Linked DNA regions of Rattus norvegicus: region 2 is linked to region 1. A link is a contact called in public Hi-C data. All regions are on one chromosome and are shown on one strand. Each heading gives the region's core, a stretch centred on a gene start, on an enhancer-like site or on the middle of the called end of the contact. The rest is flanking DNA. Distances are from core to core; before and after follow the strand shown.

The links. Hi-C and Micro-C count contacts between places; a contact is called where the count stands out from the background.
Region 2: a contact with region 1 is called in a Hi-C map of liver, with 4 times the contacts expected there. The contact joins two enhancer-like sites. A contact is called at or near these places in 3 of 12 Hi-C or Micro-C datasets (kidney and liver).

Annotation. Positions count from the first base shown.
Region 1 is chr10:95,852,909-95,859,541 of GRCr8, reverse strand. No RefSeq gene overlaps it. Among named protein-coding and RNA genes, the nearest start is that of Map2k6, 17 kb to the left of the region's middle. Within about 2 kb of position 2,446, at least 20 of the 93 cell types and tissues checked have an H3K27ac peak or open chromatin away from gene starts, as enhancers often do. A contact at or near this core is called in liver, where this site is marked.
Region 2 is chr10:95,964,595-95,971,227 of GRCr8, reverse strand. It overlaps Map2k6 (mitogen-activated protein kinase kinase 6), which reads right to left. Exons shown (of 12, transcript NM_053703.3): 8 at 5,021-5,148; 9 at 3,524-3,601; 10 at 2,008-2,147. Among named protein-coding and RNA genes, the nearest start is that of Map2k6, 95 kb to the right of the region's middle. Within about 2 kb of position 2,722, at least 11 of the 93 cell types and tissues checked have an H3K27ac peak or open chromatin away from gene starts, as enhancers often do. A contact at or near this core is called in liver, where this site is marked.

The sequences.
Region 1 (6,633 bases), core at 1,197-3,696:
CATGTCCTTTTTTTGTTTCATTTTTGGGACCAATTGAGCTGAACCATGGCTGTCTGTTATAAGCAGGGGTTCTGAGCTATGCACTGGAGTTTGGCGGGCACAGAGCAAGTACCCAGCTGAAAATGGTGATTTCTCCCTCTCGCCAAATCTTTCAGTAGCCAACATTTCAGCAGGATGGGCCTCTCTAAGTACTTCGTATGGCCGTTGAATTTGCATCTGTCCTTCCTTTGTAGCCATTACTAGTGGTGGGTTCCTTTTTGATATTTAGCTTGTCAATTAACTTACGTTAAGCATATTTTAAAATCTTTTAGATGGGTTTTTCCCACTTTCTTTCTTATCTAAAGGATAAATAGTAGAGGGATGTTTCATTATTAATCAAACGGCAAAAACCTTTCATTAGTGATCAATGGAGTCTGTATTTAAAGTAATTGTTTAATGTCTGTCCAAAGTGATCCACATAATATGTTTCGAATTAAACAGGGCAGGAGAAGAACAAGAAAGTGGGGGGGAGGGGGACTTAGATGGTTTTCCTTTTAGCTAAATACTTTGCTTTCCATCGCAGCGAGTTTTAGGAATCCTTGAGGAAGTTGGATGTGGTGGCACTTGTCATCTCATCACCTGGGTGGCTGAGACAACAGAGTTTTAAGTATGAGGCTAGCCTGGGCTACATATCAATAGCCTGCCTGTCTCTATATGGAAATTGAACAGCCTTCCCTCTTTGTATTAAGGGAAGTCAATCATAAACAACCTTCTGTAAAAATATGCAAAGCCTAAAAGCTTAGAATGTATTATACTGAAAATTTTTACATATTCAAAAAAATTTTCAAAAGCCTAACCTATGCTAAGCAGAACATACATGCTGCCACATTTTTCAGAAATGTCATTAGTATTTCCTCTGGTTGCTATGACTTCTAAAGCCAGGTTTCTTACTTCAAGGAAAAATGCACATACATTTAACCATTTACTTATTTATTCTGGTCAACTTATTTTAGGAAGTATTGGTTTTGAAAAGATAACAAGTGAAAAAAATTAAGATTTCATTTTTCAGGATGCCTGAAATTCCATTAAAGACATATAAGTTCCTGCAGGGCTAAACATCTATCAACAGGGCTGGAGAGATGGCTCAGTAGTTAAGAGCACTGACTGCTCTTCCTGAGGTCCCGAGTTCAAATCCCAGCAACCACATGGTGGCTCACAACCATCTATAATGAGATCCGATGCCCTCTTCTGGTGTGTCTGAAGACAGCTACAGTGTACTCATATACAATAAATAAATCTTTAAAAAAAAAATCTATCAACAACCCCCCCTTCCAAAAGTGAACTGAGCCTTGTCTCTGGAAAACGGTACCTAAAAAAAACAAGATCACCGGAGGGTTGGTGAGGCCCTACAGTGGTTAGAGTCGCTCTTGCAGAGGACCTAAGTTTGTTTCCGACCATCCATGTCAGGGACCTCACTACGGCCTGTGACGTCAGCTCTAGAGGATCGGACACCTTTTGGCTTCCACAGGTACCTGCACACACACCCATTTAAATAAAGTTAAAAATTAAATAATCATTCCTAGAGAAAATGAAGACCTGGAGAGCGATAACTCTCAGTGGTGGGTGGTGTTCCAGTCTCCTTTTCCATCCATTTTATAGTACTGCCTTGGATGCAGAACGACACCTAATGTAAAATCGTCTTTCAAGTCGCTGTGTGCACACACTCTTCGTTCTATTTCTGTGTTCATTGGAACAGACAATTTCGGTGATGCACTTGAAATACTCCCGGAACAAAGGCCAATTTCCCTGAAGGTTATGAGCACTCTTGAGTTTTACAAACACAGAGGGGAGGAAATCATTTCCCTGTTGTTGTAACATTTACATAACCAAATGGGTCAGGTTTACAGTGTCCCCAGGATGAGCCTCAGGAAGCAGCCCACTGTGTGTACTGATTTTATTTGGGGATTCACAGAGTGGCTGTAAACAGTTCCCAAGGAGCATCGACAGCAATAAGTAACAGTGAGCGAGCTTTGTGGATTGCGGAGGGCTGAGAGGATGTGGGCCTTAGTTCAGAACGTGGGTTATCTCGGTTCTTCTCCCGAAAGCAAGTATGCTATTGGCCTGTTTATCTTCCTTAGCCTAGGTTTGGGGATCAGAGCGCGAATCTGTGTGCACTCTGACTGCAACCAACCACCTGTTTTCTTCAAATGGAAGTGAGAAGGTCGCCTAAGGACAATGCATTAATCCCCTTGGCTTCGGGTAGCCGTTTGCTTGTTTTGTTTTACTTAGAAGAGATGCTTGGAGCTTTGAGTAGAACTGCCTTCCATTTGGACCCGTCACGTGACTCCACGTGACCCCACCCAGACTCTTAGCACGCTGTGCAAACACACAGTAGTAATGTAGGAGATTCCAAAGTTCAGAGTAACCCTGAGCCTTGGCTCCCTCTGCCTTTCTCCGGGGATGTTTACACAGTGACGCCGGCTTTAATTGCACCAATGGTGTCTTGCAGAACTGAGTCCCTAGACACAGGCAGGAGCAGTGTTCGTGTTTAAAGTGTTCCTAACCGCCTGGTAAATAATCAGACGTGCAAATCCACGTCTCACAAGAAGCGCAGCCCCTGCACTGCGGCTTTGCTTCCCTTTTCGTGTAAATGAACCTGCAAGGGCTGAGCCCAGAGACTGGTTGTTTTGTCTGCTGCACAAATTTCCCCTGAAGTTCCTCCACGGTTGGGGGCGCAGTCCTGCCTAAACTTGCTTCTGTCACATTCCACACCCAGGGCAGAGTTCTGCATGTGGGAACACCATGCCCTTGCCCGGGACCTTGTTATATAACAGCCATAAATGCTCTGGTGTGCCTGTGTAAAAGCTAGGAGGAAGAGGGGAATGAAAAACTCAAGTTTTGAAGCCAGGTGTGGTGACACACAGAGCCGCAGTGCCAGCAGCCAGATGGCTGAGGCAGAAGGATGGAGAGTTTGAGGGTAGCCTAGGCTACACAGAAAGACTCTTGTCTCCAAGTAAACCAACAACGACAAGAAAAAAAAAGTCAAACTAAGCCTTGAGTTCATTTCTACCCAAAAGAAAGCGTTGGGGCACTCTCTAAGTGTGTAAGCTCTGGTGTAAGGCAACTTCGCCTGTTTTACTGAACTCAGAGCACAGAAGGCAACCAAGACAGAAAAAAGGGTAGACGCTTATAAGTCTTGTTTTAGCTCTGAGTGCAGAAAATTATGGCCGGTTGAAAGTTTTTAATAATCTCCTTTTTTAAATTAACTGATAGCTGGATTCTAGCTGCTAAGAGACCAACATGCTCACCCAGGTATATCAGACCAGTTGTCGAATTCTGTGACTGGATGGACTCTTTGGTTGGGGGTGGAGGTGGGGTGGAGTGAGAAGAGGCCGGTAAAGGAACAAGGACCTAAAGTGAAACTTCGAGCAGAAATAAAGTCTGAGTATAACTCCACAGATTGGCCCAACAGACCGAGAGGGAAAATACAGTCACAGAGATATGACAGTCAGCCTCTTTAGTTATTCAAATGCTGTTTTCATTGTTCATTAGCTCACTGATTCATTTATTCATTCATTCACTCGCTGATTCATTCATTCACCCATTTGTTCACTCACTGATTCACTGATTCATTCAGTCATTCGTTTGATCTGTTTTGCAAGGAAGATCAGAATAGGGATGAGAATGGACCTACCTATCACCTTTGTCGACCTTTTTCTTCTGAAGTCATGTACTTTCTTGTGTTGTAGATAGAAAGACTTTTGATTGTAAAATCAATTTTAGATAGCTATAGATACTTGGTAGTCACAGCAATTGTTTTTTCTTGGAGATGGATTTTGGGGCTTTGGAGTACAGCTCAGTTAATCCTCATCACTGAAGGAGGGAAAAAGAAGAAAAGAAAAAGAAAAAGAGAGAGAAGCAAAGAAGGGAGGAAGGGAGTGAAAAAAGGAGGGAGGAAGACATCCTATTTTGACAGTCTAAGAAGCTATTACCATCAATGCTATAGCCTTTGGTCATAGAAAAAAATAGATAAAAATATTTTAAAAATAAGGGTTGGAGAGATGGCTTAGAGGTTAAGAGCACCGGCTGCCCTTCCAGAGGTCCTGAGTTCAATTCCCAGCAACCACATGGTGGCTCACACAGCCATCTGTAATGAGATCTGGTGCCCTCTTCTGACCTGCAAGCATACATGCAGACAGAATGCTGTATACATATATACATACATTAATACATACACATGCATACATATATTCATATACATACATATAAAATAAAATAAAACATACATTTTAAAAAGCTAACAAAATAAAGTCACAGCGAAACATACCATACTCTTTAGGGTAGCCATTAGCAAACATAAGCAAAGCCAAAATAAAGAAAACAGAGCTGAGCATGGTGGTGTGTACTCCTTTGGCCTCGGTGCTCTGGAGGAAGAGGCAAGAGGGTATTAAGTTCAAGGACAGCCTGGCTGAAAAAAATATGACCCTGTTTCAAAACAAACAAAAAACAACAAAACAGAAAAAGCACATGTATAGTTCTAAGTTGATAGAACTCAGCCGTAGATCCAGTTCTAAGTTGATTCTTAACCGAAAGCAAGAGCTTGAAGAATATTTGTGTTATCTGTATTGTATCAGAGTCCAATGACTACGGGGGGAGGGGCAACTAAATATTAATCTGTAAGAGAATGGATAGAGGAAAGAGGGTGTCTGTGTACAATAAAATATTATTTAGCCTTTTAAAAGAATAGCATTCTAATGTAAGCTACCACATGTATAAAATCTTGAGAGCATTTTGCCTTCTGGAAAAAACTAGTTACAAAAATACTCCGGTATTTATTTTCTGTGCAGTTGCTACCATGGTGAAATAGAAATAGAAAATAAAATGGTTTCCATGAACTAGTGCTAATAAAAGGGAGGTGGGGAGACTTACTGTTCAATTGGTATAGTGTTTCAGTTTTATAAGAAGAAAACTTTAGAGAGATCAGTAACAATGTACAACAAAATGCATATTGTGGAGTGACCCCCATATTTCTTTTTAAATTTATTTTGAATATTTATTATTTGTGTGTGTGTGTGTGTGTGTGTGTGTGTGTGTGTGTGTTCATGTCCAAGGAGGTCAGAGGGATTTTAGCTCCCTGAACCAGAAGATCCAGGCAGTTATGAGCTGACTGATGAGGCTTTGGGAATCAAACTCAGGTATTCTGCAAGAACAATGTGTGCTCTTAACCACTGAGCCATTTCTTTTTTTTTTAAAGATTAATTTAAATTAATTTATATATTTTATGTATCTGAGTATGTTGAAACTGTCTTCAAATGGCTGTAACGGGCATCAGATCCCATTACAGATGGTTGTGAGCCACCATGTGGTTGCTGGGAATTGGACTCAGGACCTCTGGAAGAGCAGCCAGCACTCTTAAGCGCTGAGCCATCTCTCCAGGTGAACCATTTCTTCAACCTCAGGCGCATATATTTCTATACTTGGTCCCAGTTAGTGGAACTACTTGGGAAGGTTTAGGAGGTGTGGCCTCGTTGGAGCATGTATGCCACTGGATGTTGGCTTTGAGGTTTCAAACCCCCCCTCCCCCGCCATTCTCAGTTAGCTTTCTCTGCCTCATGCTGAGAGGAGATGGTAAGCTCTCAGCTACGGGCTGGGTTGCTTTCTCCCGTGATGGTTGTAAACTCTAACCATCTGGAGTTGTAATATCCCAAATTGAATGTTCTCTTTTTACAGGTTGTTTGGGTCATGTTGTTTTGTCACAACAATAGAAAAGTAACTAGGACACATAATAAACAACACTACGATACTACAGATCTACAGTCAGAAATCAGAGTCTTGGATGCTAGTGCTCCTCCTCCCCCGGTACAGGACCTCAGCTGATTGGCTGGCGCCACCACAGAGGGCGGGTCTTTCTATGTCAGTTAACCTAACCTACAAACTCCCTCAGTTACCCAGAAGACTTGGATCCCAGGTGATTCTTGAGCTCATCAAGTCGACAATCGGCGCTAACCATCGCACCTCCCATGGCTCATCTACTGAGAGGAAAAACTAAAGTCTTCTCGTGACCCCAAAGCGGCTCACAGCACTCAGCGTTTCACCCATACCAGTCACCTTGACACTCCTTGAAATCCACGTGCACTGATCTGTGAAGGTTTTCCTATCATTTTCTTCTGCTTAGAACCTCTCCCTTACCCAGATAGCTATGCAGCTTACTTCGTTATTCAAACCTGTGTTCTGTCACAGGGAGACTTTCTTTGACTGTTCAGTTGAAAGGCACACCCACACTCTCCCTGGGTGTGTGTGTGTGTGTGTGTGTGTGTGTGTGTGTGTGTGTGTGTGTGTGTTTTAAAGAAGTTTAAACAATTATTTGTACATGTGTATGTCTTTGTATATATGCCACAGACGTGCATATATACAAGGAGGTGAGACAATAGTCTGAGACTCCCTGGAGCTGGACTTCACAGGCTATTGTGAACCAACCAGCTGATGTGGGTGCTGGGAACAGAATTTGGGTCCTCCACACGAGCAGCACGTGCTCTTAACACAGAACCATCTCCAGCTCCTGAATTGTCCTAGACAAGCTAGACAGAATAGAAGCGAGTGCAATACGGTGCCTATGGTCTAATCAAGACACACACACACACACACACACACACA
Region 2 (6,633 bases), core at 1,473-3,972, 110 kb before region 1:
GCTTCATGAAATACCCAGAATCCTTAGAGCAGGGGTCCCGGAGGGGAAGAGAAATAGAAAGGGAAGCCTGAAGACACTTCCTTACACGGGTTCCTCTCCTGAGAACTCTTGGAGCCAACCGTGCACCGTGACTCATGGCTTTTCCTACGTGACCTTTAAACACTTGAGGATAAAAGGGGGAAAAAGTGAAGCAAGATAAAAACACGAACGGTCAAGTTTTTTAATCTAAAAAGCAAAATCGTGACCCAGTTTCAAAGTGGCAGATGCATCGCCTCGCCCACACAAAAATCACTCAAGGGAAACAGGAGGCGCTTCAGGGGAACGAAGAGGGGGGAGGACGCATTTTTATTAAAGATGCCCAATAACACTGTCCTAGAGCCCAGTATTCCAGCTCTCTCTGGTCTTTCCGCCAAAATGAAAACTCACAATAAGGCGCTATGGTAGCCTTGTAAAACTCTAAAGGGACGCCAGGATGGGGAAGAGGGTGGGTGAGCACCAAGTACGGGTCCAAGGAGCCTTAGGCAAAACAGCATTGCCCTGTCTCACCGTGGTCCCCAGTAAAAGCTGTACTTAGAACTTCTTGCTTCTACCGCAAGACCAAAGGTTCCTTCAGTATCCTCTGTACCTCAAGGCGTCTTCCCAGGTCTAGGTCAACCCACAGTGGCAAGTATGGTTGGGAAACGGCTTGCTCCAAGAGACACAGGACCAGCGCTAGCTCTGACCCACCCACACCCTCTCAGCTTCCCATCTGCTTTCCCAGGATCGCCATCTACACTGACTCGGTTCCACTTCGGGCTGTGGACTGGGCCTCCTGCTCCCAGCTGCCGCTACGCTAGGACGCTAAGCATCATGGCCGTCGTGTAGACAGAAATCGTGTGAGTATCTGGAAGGTGTTATGTCCTCTTTTAAACCCCTCGGAACTATAGTAGTCATTTCCCTCTCTCTCCGTGCTCCAGCCCTCTTTGGGTTTGCCTCCAAGCCCCCGGCAGTACTGTTATACCTACCCTGACAAGTGCATCCCCAGTCAACATGGGCTCTGAACAAGGCAAAGTTCTGCCGGACTTGGAAGCACCCAGGAGACATCCTTGAATGGCCCACAATCTTCTCAGTCAGTCCCAGGGAATCTTTATCCCCCACCCCTAGCCTTCCCGTATGCCTTGCTAAACTTTGGTCCTATGCTGTAATCGATATCAAACTCCTTGAGGCTGTAACTGGAATAAAATACCCTGATAGAACATGGCTTAAAGGGGAAATGATTTATCTCAGCTCACAGCTCTAGGCTAAAGGCCAGCATAGCAGGAAGATGTGGCAGTGGGAACTTAAACCCTGCCACACCACATTCACGGTCAAGAGCAGAGAGAAACAGACCCATCCCTGTTTCGAATCCGTAGCTCCGTTTCTCCCTCGTACAGTCCCGGAGCCAAACCCAGGGAATGGCACCGTTCCCTTTTAGGCTGGATCCTTGCACATCGATTAGCAGAATCAGAACAATGCCCCACAGATTGCCCACCAGCCAACCTGTCCTAAACAACAGAGACTCCAGATTGGGTGAAGGTGAAAATTAAACTGGCCGTCACAGGGTCTGGGAGAGTGCTTTCTTGCTTTGGTGATACAATGAGGTACAATCCTTCCGATGGGAACACCTCTCCTTCCTTACTCACCTCAGTTAGGGAAATACCTCTCCCATGGCCTCAGCTCTGGATTTATTTCCTCCGACACACACACACAAAAAAAAAATCCCATGGGAATTTGTACCCTCCAGATACCTATGCAATCACCCTCCCCAGGTCACGCTGATCCCCAATGCTTTCAAATAAATACTGGCTCGTACTAGCCTTGGAACTGGGAGCAGAGGCAAGGACTATCTATGTTCTGCAGCGCGCAGAGGACATACCCCAAGGATGCTTCTGGAATGAGCGTGTGTGATGGATCAGACTCCACGGAGGAGAGTCGTGAGAGTGACTTGTCGTCTCTGGCATAGATATGTGGGTGCAGGGGCTCTCTTACCACTGTGAGGTAAAGTCAACGAAGTCAGCAGAGAACTTGTCCGCTGGGAGTTGTGGAGACGGCTCTTCTACCACCTGTTTTAGCTGCTGGAAGGGCGTTCCCCAAGAATCATAGGGAAACCGGAGGATGGCCAGCTCAATCTAAAAGGAGGGAAGGGGGGAGGCAACCATTTAATGAACGCTCATTAGGAAGCAGCTGTGTTTCCCTTTAGGAGGACTAGAGACGAAGATCAAGTACAATTAGGGAAGAAAAACAAGCTAATAATCTGTTCTCACAAAATCGTAGTGCTGACTGCTCCTTTAAATATTATCTTACCAGTGACGAATAGTTACACCTACCTAAATAAATGAGTCCCTTGATAACACCCGGACCTATTTCATAAAAAAAACTTATCAGCCAACAGCATTAAAGTTCAACACAGGAAAGAACCAGTTTTTCAAACTTCTGGCCCAAATGGGAATTCTTAGACTTTGGCAGCACTGTGCCTCTGGTGCCACCTACAGGTCTCTTGGTGAAATGGAACATTAAAAAAAAAAAAAAAAAAAAAAAGTTACCCAGGACCCAATGACTGACTGATCTTTTTTTGGACTTGAGTGAAGGCCACTCAAGAATCATTACAGAATCACATGTTTTCTGGGCAGGGACATGGAATAACTCACTGGGCAGTAGCCAGGACCGCAGTGGGTAATTCCAGACCTCAGCGATATACTAAAAAGGTACAGTCACAGAGGTTACAGATAAGGCACTGGCTGTGTGGCCGTGCTGGGGAAAGTACGGTATCCCTTATCGTGTTCCGAGGATAGATCTAAAACTTCAACAGCCAAAACTTCCACCCGGACAGTGTTCCGTGCAGAGTTTGGGACCTTGCCCAGCTGGCAGAGTGTTTGAATAGCAGCCGTGAATCCGGGGGTCAACCCCTAGCGTGATAGCAAACTATGCATGATGGTGCGTGCCTGCAATGCCAGGACTTTGGGAGTGGAGAGACGAGGGTCGGAAGTTCAATTTTGCCTGGGCAACGTGAGATCTGGCCTCAAAATATTAAAATGAAGTACATGACCTAGTGCTTGGCTTATCAGAGGCCAGACACGTTAGCAGGGTGGGGTTGGTTTTTTTGTTTTGTTTTGTTTTGTTTTGTTTTGTTTTGTTGTTGTCCTGGTTTTGGAACCTAAGCTTCTTGTCTTGATCCTGATCCTTTCATTTAAACTACCAAAAAAAAAAAAAAACTATTAATCCCTTTTCGATCAGGAAGATCGCCAGTGAGAATACGTGAGTCTTTGAAGGTCATATGACTGGTAAAAGTCAGAAAAGGAGGAAAATTTGGACTGCCAGACCTCACTGTACGGTTTCCACTGTACAGCACTGCCAACAATCAGCCCTGGAAATCAGCCCGCTCTCTCAGACAGGAGAGGGTGCTCGAGTGTGGTATCAGGAGCATTTGTTTCTGGGTCCCCAAAGCCCACCCCGTCTGTGGGTTTGCACTCAGAACCTTGTGGCCCGCAATGATGATATAGGTTACCATGGTGATGCCCAGACTCCAAATGTCAGACTTCACACTGTACCCCTTCTGGTTGAGCTCTGGATTTATTCGTTCAGGCTGGAAAAGAGACAGACAGCTAAGAAACGGAAAAATGATTTGTAACACCATGTAGCTCAGTAAAGACTCGGGAGGAGACAGTACCATTGCCACATGAGTTATTTGATTCTGTTAACGTGCCTCCAGGGCCAAAAGACTGGCTAATCTCAATGAAATGTCTCCACAGGGCTTCCCTCTTTTATACTGCCTCTTTTTTTTTCAGAGGCAGCAATGAACTCGGATCCACGCGCCCCCCCCCCAAAAATTTTAATTGCCCTAAGAAGAACAAAGATACACATTCAAAAGCCTTCTCTATCCATTACAATTATTCCTGGTAAAAATATCAACAGCTCAAAACGCACACTAGCCTGCCGAAGTTCGTAGCTACCGTCTGATGTTAAGAGACCTCGGGGATTTTACTCAAACACAAACAAGAAATTTCCAACCCCAAACACAAGTCCCTTCCAAGATAAATGTGTTCCTCCAGTTGGACGTTCTGTCATGACCAGAACTGCCTTGTGTGGGTAATTTAAGTTTCCCCATCCTTAGCAATCAAGTTAATACTCGGGTGTGACACTGAGTATGACACCGAGTGGCAATGCACAGTACTTACATGCTTTTTCAAATAATATGCCCTTGGGAGCTAATTCTGAAAGCCCATATATATGCTATGGTTTGCGTCTCTGTGCCATCCCGAAATGCACGTGTTAAAACTATATCCCACTGGGGCTGGAGAGATGGCTTAGCAGTTAAAACCACTGACTGCTCTTCCAGAGGTCCGGAGTTCAAATCCCAGCAACCACATGGTGGCTCACAACCATCTGTAATGGGAACCAATGCCCTCTTCTGGTGGGTCTGAAAATAGCTACAGTGTACTCACATACAATAAAATAAATATTCTTCTAACAAATAGAAAAAAAAAACCTTGTCCCATCTGTGACCATGACAGAAAGCCTTATCTCTATAAGATGGCTATGGATTTGTCTAAGTTCCTCATGAATGAGGTTAGTATCCTCATAAAAGAAGCCTTAGAGAGATCCCCTGCTCCCTTCACCACTTGAGGACACAAGGAGCCTCAAATAAGAAAGAGAAGCAGGCCCTCTCCACACACTGAGTCCAATATCTTGATCTTGGACTTCCCAGAGCAAAAAACTAATTTAAAAAATTAAAACTGTGTTCTGTAAGGTGTCCAGTTTATGATATTTTGATACTGCAACCTCAAAGGATGAAGACAATATTTGGAGCAAGTGTTAATGATTTCTGACATAAGACCTTCAAGAAAATGACACGAGGCAGGATTTTTCTCAGACCTGAGATTCACCCCAATTCTCCATCCTAGGCACGCATTTCGTATTTTCTAGCCCGGTTTTGCCAGCAGGTGCATTTCCCAGACACGTGCGAGCACCCACGCAGCCATGCATGCTGCGTGCAGGTACTTACAGCCATGTATGGTTTGCAACCGGCATCGATCGTTTTCGCAACAGAGTCTACCAGGTAGCCGCTGATTCCAAAGTCACACATCTTCACTTGGCCCAGCGTGTTAATGAGCACATTTGAAGGCTTGACATCTGAAGGAAAGAATGAAGAGTTACCTCTTCACCACTAGAGGGCGCTAGACTTCCCACTTGCCTTGCCGGGCTGTCTTCGCCAAGCTACCGGAACACAAACGTCACCACTGATCCTGACTCACAGGGGCACGCGGCTTGTTCCTCTCCAGTTGGGTTTTATTTTATTCTTCACACTTTGTCTGTGTCTTTCAGGACCGTGAATCTCAAAATGGGAAAACCTGTCTCCTCTGCTTATCTTTGCACATTGCTTCCATATGTGGCGTAAGAATTTAAACAACAACAACAGCAAAAAAAAAAATTATTACCAAACCAAAGTGATCTATAAGGGCTGGGGACATGATGGTTCAATGGGTAAAAAAAAAAAAAAATCATTTGTCATCCAAGCATTGTGACCTGAGTTCAAATACTCAGCACCCATGTAAAAATATGTAGTGTGTGTACCCGCGGGCATGCGTGTGTGTGTGTGTGTGTGTGTGTGTGTGTGTGTGTGTGTGTGGTGTGTGTGTGTGTAGCTTGGGGGTCAGCTAACACGATGTACAGAGGAATGACCGACGCAGTACTATCTCAAATGAGGTAGAAGGCAAGGACTAACATCTGATCCACACTCCATATCAGGTACAACACACACACACCACACACACACCACACACACACACCACACACACACACACACACACACGCACACACACACACACACACTTTGCTCTACTGAATGCATAGTGTGAAACTCCGAGGTTGAAGAAAGAAAAAGGCAGAGAGGAACAGTACTCCAAGTGCAGTCACAGCAACCCCTATGGATTGAAACCTAAGAGATTCATCAGAGGCCACCGTAGCGTAAAACCTTATAAATCCAGGCATGGGCAGGTCACTGAAGAAGGTGATAAATGAACGACCATTCGAGTTAGGAAAACAACCTGCCCATTGATGTGCCCCCAGAGATGAACTGTTGCTCCCTAGAGGTGATAGAACTTGAAAGTCCACTTAATGTGTGCCCTCTGAGACTCTTTCCACAAATGACATCGAATAAAAAGAATAGGTTTACTCTAAAGTTAGTCCGTTAGCAGGACATGGTGGCACAGGCCTGCAATCCCAGTACTTCAGAGACAGAGGCAGGAGGGTCCTTTAGCTACACAGAAAGTCTGAGAGCATCCTGGGCTACAGGAAACCCTGTCTCAAAAATAAAATAAAATAATAATATATCTTAAGTTATCCCCTTGTTATTTTTCTCTTAAACTGGATGGCATGCCAAATATCATTCCACTATTTCCATAGCTTCATATATGCTGTAGTAAAAAAAAATATTTCAATATCTTGAAGAGAAAAAGTTCAAATGACTTCCGCACCTACAGATAATCTGTACGCTTGGTCTTATCTCTAGCCCACTTCCTACTTATACTCCCCGCTCCTATTTTTCCTAGCTTCACTGGTACCAAATAATGCTCACGGTGGCAGGTATGCTGTACAGGGCTTTTTATATAATATCCA